2 separate regions of the Sus scrofa genome follow, and region 2 is linked to region 1. Evidence: chromatin contacts called from public HiChIP or PLAC-seq data. All regions are on one chromosome and are shown on one strand. Each heading gives the region's core, a stretch centred on a gene start, on an enhancer-like site or on the middle of the called end of the contact. The rest is flanking DNA. Distances are from core to core; before and after follow the strand shown.

Region 1 (6,661 bases), core at 1,992-4,491:
CTCTGATTCAACCCCTAACCTGGGAACCTCCATATGCCACAGGTACAGCCCTAAAAAAAGACCAAAAAAACTTTTAAAAATAAGTAAAAATCTGAAAATTAGAAGAGTTCCCACTGTGGTGCACCAGGATCCGTGACTCTTGGGAGCACTGGAATGTGGGATCAATCCCCAGCCTGGCACAGTGTGTTGGGGATCTGGCATTGTTGCAGCTGCAGCTTAGGTCACAACTGTGACTCAATCTGATCCCTGGCCCAGGAACTCCATGTGCCTGGGGGTGCTCAAAAAATAAAAATAAAAATAAATCTGGAATTTAGGGGACACATTTCATTAAGACTTGTAATGGCAAAAGTGAAAACAATGCTAAGAGATTATAAAGGAGTGAAAAAAATTTCTGGAAAACCGAAAGTGAATGCAAGCATGCTGAAAATCAAACAAAAAGAAACTGTAGCTCAGAACAATTTCAAGAGAATGCAGCAGAGTTGGGAGTTGACTTTCCATGGATTATCCAGATGTGGGGTAGCAGGTGCAGGGTGAGAGGGTGGGACAGGAAGTGATGCAGCTGTTCCTTGGTGCTCACCATTCCCCATTTCCTTCCACCTGAGAAGGCAGCCTTGTGACTACCCGAGGCCATAAGATTGGGTTCTACCTTTGAAGAAATATAACAAACAGCCCAGAGAAAATAAATGATGACCTAGGAGGGAAACACACATTAACAACAGAAGAGGAAAGAAACCACGCCAGCTATCTAGAAAAGTCGCTGGGACCTCATGCTTAAATACAAAAGGACAACCAGGAATTACCTGACAGAGGAGAAATTATAGCAGCCTGAAGGGAAAGAACTAGACACACTAACAAAAAAGGGACAGGAGGAAACAATTTAGTAAACAGAAGAGAGGTTTAAAAATTGTTATCCTCAGAGATATTTGAGAAGAGTCTGCACTCATGAAACAAAAGCAGGGCAGCATTAAACAAGAAGGCGATCTTAAAAAGTATGGTTCACTAATAGCCAAAGTGATTTTTAAAATTTATTAATAGAGGTTTGGAAGATAAAAGAGAAAATCTCCTAGAACATTAAGTTTAAACAAAAAAAAAAGGAGGGAGTTCCCATTGTGCAGCGGAAACGAATCTGGCTGGTAACCATGAAATTTCGGTTTCGCTCCCTGGCCTCATTCAGTGGTTAAGGATCCTGCACTGCTGTGAGCTGTGGTGCAGGTCACAGAGGTGGCTCCCAGCAGCGTTGCCATGGCTGTGGCATAGGCTGGCAGCTGTAGCTCCAATTCCACCCCTAGCCTGGGAACCTCCATATGCCACAGGGGCAGCCCTAAAAAAAAAAGCAATAAATAAATAAAATTTTTAAAAAGGAAATATAGGAGGAAAAAAAAAAACAGCTATTAAAAACTGGCTCGGGAGTCCTCCATCTAATAGATTTCCAGAATAAATCAGATAAAATGACAGGAAAGAAATTTCAAAATTATAGCAGAAAACAAGTTCCAGAGAGGAGGAGAGAAATGAAGCATCCTCTGAAAATGACTCAGTGAAAACTAAACAAACGAAAAAAGACACCCTATCAGGGACTGTATGGTGAAATATCAGAACATGATGAATAATGAAAAGATCATAAATGATTCCCAAGGGAAAACAGTAGTTCCCTGCAAAGATTTAAGGAGACAAGTATGTCTCTGGATATCAACATTTAAAGTCAGTGGAACTATGCAATTGAGACTTAAGTGAAACTGATTTTCAACCCGAATTCCGTGCTAGGCAAATTATCAAAGGTGTGGGCAAAATAAGGACAATTAAAAATGGGCAATTGGGAGTTCCCGTCGTGGCGCAGTGGTTAATGAATCCGACTAGGAACCATGAGGTTGCGGTTCGATCCCTGCCCTTGCTCAGTGGGTTAAGGATCCTGCGTTGCTGTGAGCTGTGGTGTAGGTTGCAGACGCGGCTGGGATCCTGCGTTGCTGTGGCTCTGGCGTAGACCGGTGGCTACAGCTCCGATCCAACCCCTAGCCTGGGAACCTCCATACGCCGCGGGAGCAGCCCAAGAAATGCCAAAAAAAACAAATAAATAATAAAATAAAAAAATAAAAACGGGCAATTGGTTAACGTTTTTGCCATCCTTTTAGAGAAAGTCACTTGAGGGTAGTTACTCCAGCAAGATGTCTGTTTAAACGCAGGAACCAAGTGTAAAGAAATTATAGCTGCTCAGCTGGAAGAACAGAAAAAAATCAAAGAGAAGTAAGGTTCCTTAAGTCTTTAAGAATTCACTGGATTTCAAACAGTGGAGAATAATGAAAAGCTTAAGGTTACAAGAAGAAAAAACAAATTATAGTTTTTTTAAAAAAGACAATTGTTTAAGGAAATCATCATTTAATAGAAAGCAAACTAAACTACAACCTAGCATAAGATCAGATAAGTTACATATTTATCTGGGTACATATCCCCTTCACGTGACCCTGGGGTCCACAATTGCGACCTGGGCGCCAGGGACACAGACCACAAAGTTCATGCTTTGAGGAGTTCACAATATAGTGGGAGGCACACCTGTGGGAAAGGGCCTCAGGATAGCAACTTCCAGTAAGTGGAACCGCATTTAAAGAATCCGCACATTGAGAAAATTTACTTGTAGCTTCCCGGGACTCAACCTGAGGTACAACCATCTCTCTGAGACTTCCCGCTCCCGCCCACAGCGCTCGGGCTTCTACCCACAAACTGAGCCCGCGCCAACACTAAAGCGCACGCCCCAAATCCGGTCCAATCAGAATCCGAGCAAATACTAGCGGGACGGACTCACTTCTGGTGGGGCGGAGTCTCAAGGCGGATCAGCTGATGTGATTGGCCGGCCGCGGGGCACACATTCTTTTATGGGCGGAGCCTCGCCCTGAGCGACCTCTAGTAAACTGTTCTAATTAGGGAAGGGTGGGGCGCGGGCGGGGCGTGGAGCTGAGACTGCCCTGGTGTGCGCTTGCGCTGAGAGGGGGACGGGGCGTGTTCCTGGTTCGAATGTTTTAGTTCAGACCGAGTGTTTCTGTCGCCGCCGCGGTGGAAAGCCCTGCGGTATCCAGTCGTTTCCACGCCCAACCTGTTAGGTGCTGCCTTTCGCAGTGAGTATTCGTGTGTGCGTGTGTTGCCTTTGTTTTTACTTCTCCCAGCGCGGCGGGAATGGTGCTGGACCCTTCCCACTCCTCTGCCCCGCCCCCCCATCCTCCTCCCCTGCCCCGCCCCGCCCCCCCATCCTCCTCTCCTGCCCCGCCTTCCCCATCCTCCAACCCCGCACCCGAACCCTGCCAGCTGATGCCCACTTCTCTGGGCTGGGGGAACACTGGAGAGTGCCTGCTGAGAGTTCCCTCATTTCTCCCCCTGCACCCTCCTGGCCGTTGCTCACGTGCTTTGCTGTCGTTTGGTCCAGGTCATGTCCCACTCTTTGGAAAAGTTGGAGGAAAGCTGGGAAAAGGACCAGCCGGAGGTAGACGTGAGCGACCGGGGCATCTCCAACATGCTGACGTCAGCGGCTTGTGTAAGTCTCGGAAGGCTTTTGCCTCGGAGGAAAAGTTTAACAACTGCTGGTCGCAGTGTGAGACGTTATAATGGTTTACATATCACCCTCTGCATGTAAACAGCACTTCTCAAGGGCTTAGCTCAGAAAGCTTGCAGTGAGAATTTGTTCTGTCCCAGCTGAAAAACGGACCAGAGAACCTGGTTAGGAATCACACAGACCGTGCCTGCTGGACCTCATCAGTTGTCTGTGCTGATTAATGGCGTTTGGGTGGATTTTCCACACAGTTTACTAAATAGCCACGGGTTTTTTAATGGAAAATTATTTCTGAATCATTTTTCCATTCTCTTACTATAGTCTTTGGCCCTTGAATAGATCCCACAAAAAAGTTACATAATAATTATTCTTGTACTTGAAGGGAGTTAAACATTTCTTGACTCATTACCTTTTGCTGGGTTTAGTCTCTTAACAGGTCGGACTTTTGTTACCTCTTCCTGTGCTCTTGTGCTGTCTTCCTACCTTTCCCGCTTGCCTCCAGTTTTACTACTGCTGTACTTTAGGCACTGTATCGCTTTCAGTGTTGTTTCCCCTAACATGTATCTTACTGTAACTCTAGAGGATTGCAGACTCACATGGCTTCAGGGGCCAGGTGAGAATGGTCATGAATTCCAGCTTTAATAGGTATCCTCTCTAAAGGGTTAAGCTGTTACACCTGCCACTCAGATCCAAAGAAATGTTACCACGTAGGGATGTTGGCCCAGTGTTGTCAGATTTTTTCTATGAAGCCAAGAATCCAGATTTTTATTTGCAAATGTGTAATTTTTAGATGTTGGCAACTAATTCCACATTAGTGGTGAAGTCAGACACTTCTTCAGGCTGAATGTGGCTGAAGTTTGGACCTTCTCCCTCGCTTGGCCATTGCTAATGGTAATGCTCCAGGTTCCTTGGGGGGACCTGTTTCTTTCTGAATCTGATTCAGATTATGTAATACAGTACTTGGCATGATTACATTAACTGTAATATAAGGATTCTCATAGTCTTGTACTTATAAGTGTTTAATTGTGGTCATGAGGTTTTAGCGCCTGTTCCTTCCATGCATCTGGCACCTCCGCCATGCTGAACTGATGGTCCTTCCTGAACCAGGGCACTCTTGCAGGTTTTGTAATATTGTTCCCTCCCTTTCCATCATCTCCCCCCGCCCAATCCTTCTGCTTAACTGTTGAGAGTCAGCTCAGACCTCACAGCCTGTGTGAAGCCTTCTCTGTCTGTATCAAGCTGATTTAGAGTCCTGCCCCCTTAGTGAAGTTGGACGCACCTTGCTTCCTGACTCGTGTTACTCAGGATCGTGATGTGTTTTTAATCCAGAGCTGTCTCTTCCCCCACTGGGAGGCTGGGGGGACGGAAGCAGTGCAGTGTTCCCATGGGCCTCCTTTGTTATTGTGCCTGGAACATGATAGGTGCTCACAAGTGTTTGACAGATGAAGGAAGGAGTGATGGATTAAGCCTGCAGGTTGATGAGCTCCAGACCTGGATGTGACACTGGAGAAGGGGAGATGTCCAGGGGACCCTAAAAGGGGACGGTTCACTTGTAAGGCCTGGAGAGAGTAGAGTCAGTTACCATGAAGCCCTGGTTTGCACCCGGGACAGAGCTCAGGCTTCGTGCCATTGATGCATCTCGGCAAAGGGCAAGGGGATGCGAAGCCAGAGGTGATGGGTGTTTGGTCATCCTTAGGGATTGGCTGCCCTTAAGCTCAGCTTTTGTACAAGTTAGCACCTCTCCCTCTTGGGATGTGCTGGCCTCTCTCAGGGGTGACAGCTTCTTGGTGGCTGCAACAGAGCAGGTGTCTGCAGTACTGCACTGGGAATTACGGATCTGGATGTATCCTCGCCCTGCCCTGCCCTGCCCTGCCGGGGCCGTGATGGTCCTTGGGGACACAGCTGCATCACAGGCAGAGGATGGTGAGCGGCAAGCAGGGGGCCTGGCTGGGCTGTGCCGTTGCCCCACAGCTCGCTGCTCCTCAGGACTCTTTTTTTTCTTAGAGGGTTGAAAAAAGGTTGCTTTCACCAGAGGAGCTTTCTACTCCTCAGCTTTGAAGAGGAGTCTCTGTGCATGTTTATAAGTGCAGAGGGTGGCGGGAGATATTTCAGTCTGGTTGTATTATCTCTTGGAAGCCTTGGCTTTTACTGAGAAAGAAAAGATAGCCACTTGCCTCCTGAAGAAGTGGTTTCCGGTGTAACATGAGGTGCTGAAAAGTAGGGTCATTCTTGCATTTTCCTAAAGAAGTCACTTTAGGAAGAGCAAGAGCGATTCTTGGAGAGTTTAGTGGAAATGAATTTGGATATTCCTCCTCCTCTGACCTCTGGAATGTTCTAGACCTGGGAGTGGCTGCTTCCTACTATAATGCCCGACTTCTGGAGTCTGGAGGGTCCAGGATGTTTTCAGAATCCCGCCTTCCACTGGGGCTTGTTTAGCAAGTGGAACATAGCATGCTATATAATTTAATATTTTAGGGAGTTCCTGTTGTGGCTCATTGAGTTAAAGACCCAACGTTGTCTATGTGAGGATGCAGGTTCAATCCCTGGCCTCGCTCCATGGTTTAAGGATCTGGCATTGCAGCAAGTTGCAGCCTGGGTTGCAGACGTGGCTTGGATCTGGTGTGGCTGTGGTGTGGGCCTGCAGTTGCAGCTCCCATTCAACTCCTAGCCCAGAAACTTCCATATGTTGCAGGTGCAGCCATAAAAAGGGGGAAAAAATGATGTATTAAAATACTTGGCATGATTACATTAGCCGTAATATAAGGATTCTCCTTGTCTTTACTTAGAAAATTTTAACTGTAATCATGGGGTTCTACGTATTAGTATCAAGATTGAGGAGTTCCCATCATGGCTCAGCAGAAACAAATCTGACTGGCATCCATGAGGACCCAGTTTCAATCCCTGGCCTAACTTAGTGGGTTGAGGATCCAGCGTTGTGGTGAGCTATGGTGTAGGTCGCAGATGCAGTTCAATTCTGGCTTTGCTGTGGCGTAGGCTCGCAGCTACAACTCCAATTCAACCCCTAGCCTGGGAACCTCCATATGCTGCAGATGCGGCCCTAAAAAAAGAAAAAAAAAATTGAACGCAGGGAACAGCTGATGTACATGGACAGAAGATAATTATTGAGTG
Region 2 (6,661 bases), core at 1,993-4,492, 880 kb before region 1:
TTAAATAAAAAAAATAAAAATCATAGTAAAAAACAGGGAGTTCCCTGGTGGCTCAGTGGGTTAAGGATCTGGTATTGTCACTGCTGTGACTTGGGTCACTGCTATGACACAGGTTCCATCCCTGGCCCAGAAACTCCTGCAAGCTGTGGACACAGGGGAAAAAAAATGTAAACCATAACAAAATGCCAAAGTAAAATCATTGTCTAGGGCAAGTAAAGATGGAAAAATCACACCTAATCAGATCCCAAACTCTACTGTCTAGTCAAGGACTTAGCGCCTATGACTATCCTATCCCTACTTTCTCCTGAATCATCATCTCGATTTCCTCCTTAGAATGGATCACTCTCTCCCGGATACAGCTGCAGCTCCGATTCTACCTTGGAAAAGAGAAAACCCCCATCAAACAACCAGTTAAAGCAAGACTTCACTTAAATAGTGACTAAAACAAGACACTTTATAAAAAACTTCATCAAAAATGTACGAGGTTTATAAGAGGAAAACTTTAAAAATGTACTAAAGGATATAAACAGAAAGACTGGCTACATACTTGGTAGAAAAATTTTTATATCAAAAACATAATGTAGGAGTTCCCGTCGTGGCGCAGCGGAAACAAATTCGACTAGGAACCATGAGGTTGTGGGTGCGATCCCTGGCCTCAATCAGTGGGTTAAGGATCCGGCATTGCCATAAGCTGTGGTGTAGGTCACAGACATAGCTCGGATCTGGTGTTGCTGTGGCTGTGGTGTAGACCTGCAGCTGTAGCTCCGATTAGACCCTTAGCCTGGGAGCCTCCATATGCCGTGGGTGCGGCCCTGAAAAGACAAGAGACAAAAAAAAAAAAGGTAATGTAGTAATTTAAAAATAGGCCCATTTAAAAAGAAATCATTTTGTTTTTAAACTAATAGAGCCAATTTCAAAGTTTATCTGCTGACAGCAGGGAAGAATAAGAGTATCTAGAAAAACTGCGGGAGAAAAAAAAAGAAAACCAACCCTGCCACATACTATAATGTATTATAAGGCTTTAATAATTAAAACCACATGGTAGAGCACATGAATAGATATACAGCAATGGGACAAAAAGGAAAATTCAAAAAAGAGGTCCAAATACATTTGGTAATGTAGTATATAAAGGTAGAATTTCAAATCCGAAAGGACAAAGAAAGACTATTCAGTAAATGCTGTCAGAATTTTGAGGGAGCCAAACAGAACAGTACAAAGTTAGAGCCATACCTCACACTACGCAACAGGATAAATTCCTAACAGATCAAAGACCTAAATGTAAAAAAATGAAATCGCAAGGGACTTTGGAAGACTGGTGGTTTCTTACAAAGCTCAACATAGTTTTATCACACGATCCAGCAACCACACTCCTATGTTTTTACCCAAATGCGTTAAAAACTTATGTCCATGCACACACACACACACACACACACACACAAACATGTTTGACAGCGGCTTTATTCACAATCATCAACAACTAGAAGCAATGAAGATATCCTTCAATTGGTGAATGTATAAACAAGCTATAGTACATCCATACCATGAAATATTCAGAAATAAAAAGAAATGAGCTATCAAGCCATGAAAAGACATAGATGACACTTAAATGCATTTTGCTAAGTAAAAGAAGCCAGTGTGAAAGTGCTACATACCACATACTGAATAACGTTTTGAAAAGGCAAAATTTTAGAAATAGTTTAAAAAAAAAAAAAAAAGAGTGGTTATCAAAGGCTCAGAAAGAGGAAGGAGAGGAATGAACAGTAGAACAACAGGACATTTTAAAGACAGTGAAACTAGTCTGTGTGATACTGTAATAACAGATACATGTCATTATGGACTTGTCAAAAATCAATAAAACTTTACAGCACCCAGTGAGCCTTAGTTATAATGTAAACCACAGACTATTTAATAATAATGTATCAATATTGATTTGTTATTTATAACATACACCACATTAATGACCTCTGCTTTCAACTCTTTGCTTCTTCTCAACTTTAAAATCATAGTATAGATGTTATTACCCCCTCATACCAGTCCCTCCCTGAACAATCTAAGTGGGTCTCCCCTTTTATTCTCCACTAAGCACTCTGCTCACTGTCTTCTTGGTCCATTATTTACTTACTTCTATCTTCTACTCGGTAAATTGTTACCATAGCTGAGGACAAAGGCTGTGCTTGCTTTATTCACCACTGTAAAGCTAAAGCATGACACCCAGGCAGTACTTACTGTTTGTCAAAGGAAAGAAAAAACGATGGATACAGAAAGTATGAAATCAATGGAAGTAATTCTGTGATATTAAGAAAGTGAAAGATACCTTGAAAACAAGACCACGCTTTACCAAAAAAAGCTTTTAATGTTATTCCTGCTGGTAATCCTCCCCTCGTTTAAATTACACTTAAAACCCTAAAAATGAATCAGATTCTCATTTGTAAACTAGAAAAACTCAAGGGTACCTAGAGCTGTTGTGATGATTAAATAAAATAAGGCATTTAAACAAGAACCGGCAGATAATAAGCTGTCAATAAATGTTGGCTATTATTCATAAAAAAACACTAAAGATTTTAAAACCTAAGGCCAGTAAATTGAGGACTGATTATTACAAAATATAGGGAAGAAATCTGTTTCTCAACCTGATGCTGCCCTTCCAACCTGAAGACATCTAAGCCCCAGACTACTTTTCCCTTAAAAGAAATCAGGAAATATTCTATCAACCTCCAGGTGAAGATCAGAAACAGTCAAAGCCCAGGTCCAGGATAAGACAATATAAAGCCAATGAAAACGAATTTTAACAAATTCTTTCCCAAAAGCTTCTATTTATATTTTTCACAAAACGTCAGTAATGACTATCATTTTATCCTTCTAAGTCTATCTAAATAAAAGACTTAATAGACCCCTCAGCCACGTAAAGAAAAAAGTTCATCATGTTTTACACGCTCAGTCAACTATATTTTTGTCAAAAGCTAAGCAAAGAAAGTTAAGCTATAAATAGCACAAATTAATCTGGATGTCAAATACAGAATTTTAACTTTTTATTGTGAATAATCAACACCTACCCTCACATCTATCTTCTACAAACAAATCAATCAAAACTAATAGACAAAAGCTATTTATATGTGACAACAAGTTAAAGAAAACTGCTACTATTATTCTGAAAGTTCTCTTGATTCTGAACAAACAGACGTTTTCAGTCCATCACATGACCTCACTGGCTAAGCATTTTTCAGTACTTACTCAGACACTGGAACGGCACACTAAAGATCATGTGAATATCTTAGGAAGTTAGAAAAAAAATTTGAGAGTGTTTTTGAAAGTTTTAGGTCCAGCATATTTAAACATTTCAGGCTGTTAGGACATACTAAAGAATAAAGTAACTACAAATGTAGAAGAGCATATGTGACATACTTATTGTCTATTAATGCGGGGAAAATACACTTGTGTTTGTGTTGAGAAACAATGGAAAGAAACAACAGTGGTTATCTATAGAGGATGGGGAAGGAAACAGGGATTGGAGTTACACTTGTCAACGTCCATCCTTTAAACTGTTTTAATGTTTGAGGCATGTTAAGTATGCATTTATTTTTGAAGAAAGTACGTATTTCATATAACCGTAAGTATTTCTTTAAAACAATGAACAAACACACACATATGTGTGGTTCAAAGAACACATCAGTAAGATTTTCTCAAAGAGGAAGAATTAAGCAGGGTTTTTTGAAATATCACTGGAACCATGTTTCTGGGTCACAGTTCTCTGACTAAATGAAATTTCGCAATAATTGGCTCTTTATTTCCTCCTTAAAACTTGAGAATATTTTCCAACCACGGCTCTAAAACAGGTAACTCAAAAAAAAAAAAATATTTTAAGGGCCAAACAGATTTTTAAATATTATTTTCTTAAGGAAGAAAGACTTTAATGTAAGTTATTTATTTAATTTATGCAGTAAATTCTATAATGTTGCTGGTTACAAATCATTTTGATTAAAAAACAACAAATCTTACTCAAACAGAAACGCTTTTCCTAGTTTCCTCCACCATGCCTGAATCCATCCTCTTAAACAGACCTGTACGTTTTATAAAATTATAGATTAACACCACGTGCCAATGCTTTTTAAAAAATCCAGACAGTTGCCTAGCATACAAACAACCTCACCAATTACATGCAAACCATAAATTCCTACCTCAACGCGTCCTATCTACATTTGTCTCAGGAATATTCATCTCCCCTTTTCCCTCTCACATCAATCACATCTCAATCTTTCAACACCGCACTGACAACCTACAACACTGTTGAATATTCTTATGCTACCATCAACAACCCATATGCAAACGTATGTATTCTTAGACAGCATAAGCCAGATCTCCATAAGTTTTCCATATAACTAATTATAAAGTGATTTAAAAGATTAACAACAAACTCTAAGTGGCTACCCATTCTGGTGAAGGCAGGGGGTGAGGTGGTCAGTTGTTTAATAGGCTGAGTTCAGTTGGGGATGACGAAAAGATCGGGAGATGGAGTGTGGTAAAGCTCCCAAAACAATGTGAAGGTAGTGCAGGCCACAAACTGTACACTTAAAATCAGATAAAGAGGTAAATTTTATGCCTTTTTTACTTTGCCACAATATAAATAAACTACCTATTAAGAACCCCATTATAAGTAGCCCTTACTTTAATGTTCACCTGAGAAGAACATTAATAACTTTTTATTACTAAATTGGTCTGCAAATCTATAACCCAATTCTGTAATACTCATCCTTAGGCATGGAGGCACAATGCTTACAGGGCTCACAATTTTAGGGGCCCACAAAAATGTTTATATTTCTTTTAAAATAAGAAAAAGATGGACTTTTAGATCAAAGAAAATGTTTTCCCTGCATGATAATACAGTTGTATTTATAAAAATGCAGTCATAAAATATTTGTATTATTTTTCTATGGAGAAAGGGACCCAGGAAGAGAAAAGTGCTAAGGGCCCAGGAATGTCAAAATCTGGCCCTGAAGCCTATCACTCCCTACTGGGAAATTATCAAAGCACAGTAAGAAAGTGAAAATACAACTGGATATGTATGTAAAACGTTATTGTTAAAGAGCAACCATACACATGAGCATATTGTGTGGGTTTGAATTTTTTTTAAACTCCAGTAATACTAGACTTGTATCTCAAGAGCTCTCAGGTTAAGGATCCAGCGCTGTCACTGCAGGGGTTTGGGTTGCTGCTATGGTGTGGGTTTGATTCCTGGCCAAGGAATGTCCACATGCCATGCATGCAGCCAAAAAAAGAAAAAAAAAAAAAAATAAGGTATCTCAATTATTACACAATTCTTTTCAAGCAATTCTTTATTGACAAGAGCTATAGAGAGACATCACATTTACAAAGATAAACAAATAAATGCTTGGACATTAATGAGAATACAAAGGAACTAGAGAGCAAGAGGTATTAAGAAAGAAAAAACAAATGAAAGAAAAGGAAAAGAAGGAAAGAGGGAAAGAAAAAATATTAATTAAAAACAAATAGAATCACCTCTCATTATATAAATCAGCAAAGCTGAACACGCTTCCTAAATAAATTCAGATTTAGCACAATGTCAGTTAAACTCTCCAAAGGATGACAAAAAATTAAGGGAAATGCTGAGGAAGAGAATGTCGCCTAAAGTAAACTTGAAAAAAAATTTTAAACAAGCATCTATCTAAACCTATTTATACTAGATAATAAAAAAAAACAAATAGGAAATAATTGTTTAGAGCTACAGACTAGCCTATTTTAAATATATACATGGATAGACCCTTGAGAGTATTATGCTAGGTGAAGTAAGTCAGAGAAACACAAATGCTGTATGATCTCAGTGATACGTGGAATCTAAAATCAAACTCATAGAAACATAGAGCAGACTGGTAGTTGCCAAGGGGGCGGCAGGGGAGGAGGATGGCGGCAAAATGAATAAAAAGGATCAAAAGGCACAAACTTCCAAATATAAGTAAGTTCTACGGGTGTAATGAACAGCATGGAGAGTAGAGTTACAATACTTTACTGTCTGAAAGTTGCTAAGAGAATAGATCTTAAGAGTTCTCACCACAAGAAAAAAACAGGAAAAAAAAACCATTATTATTTCTAGCATAATGTTAACATGAAGAAAAACAAATCAACCTCTTTATCTTCATAATACTTCCTATAGGATTTTTAGTGGGTTACAAAATTTGTTTTTTAACTAGAAAACTTTAGAGTATTTATTGCAACGAAAGGGAGTTCGTCTTTTATTTCAAGCAACTAACCAAATTATTACAAAAAAAAGTATCTAGAAAATGAAGAATACCACACTAAAGATAAAAAGAAAACTGGTGGAGTGAAGAGAGAGAGGAGGGACTTGGCAACTGGAATGCTAGATAAAAGGTTTATCTCCAGAATACATGGGGATGGAGCTACGTTGATTCCTCAACAGACAAACGGTCACAAGATATCACTTTAATCAAAAAGAAGCAGAGGTACACCCATTTCACCAGATACTATTATAAACACCTTACATATATTAACTAATCTCATACTCACAACAAGCCATCTACAAAGAAGATACTATTTTTGTTCTTATGCAACAAACTAGGGAAGTGACTTAGTATTTCCCCAAGGTGAGGCAGCTACAATATGGTCAGAGCTAGGATCTGACCAGTCTCAC

What was found. HiChIP or PLAC-seq counts read pairs in DNA pulled down with a chosen protein or histone mark.
Region 2: a contact with region 1 is called in an H3K27ac HiChIP or PLAC-seq map of alveolar macrophages. The contact joins two enhancer-like sites. A contact is called at or near these places in 1 of 47 Hi-C or Micro-C datasets (embryonic fibroblasts) and 1 of 2 datasets of contacts at active chromatin or transcription factors (alveolar macrophages).

Annotation. Positions count from the first base shown.
Region 1 is chr10:43,093,586-43,100,246 of Sscrofa11.1, reverse strand. No RefSeq gene overlaps it. Among named protein-coding and RNA genes, the nearest start is that of EPC1, 150 kb to the right of the region's middle. Within about 2 kb of position 3,241, at least 57 of the 83 cell types and tissues checked have an H3K27ac peak or open chromatin away from gene starts, as enhancers often do. A contact at or near this core is called in alveolar macrophages and embryonic fibroblasts, where this site is marked.
Region 2 is chr10:43,969,287-43,975,947 of Sscrofa11.1, reverse strand. The region is part of intron 2 of STAM (signal transducing adapter molecule 1); the gene reads right to left. Among named protein-coding and RNA genes, the nearest start is that of STAM, 26 kb to the right of the region's middle. Within about 2 kb of position 3,242, at least 27 of the 83 cell types and tissues checked have an H3K27ac peak or open chromatin away from gene starts, as enhancers often do. A contact at or near this core is called in alveolar macrophages and embryonic fibroblasts, where this site is marked.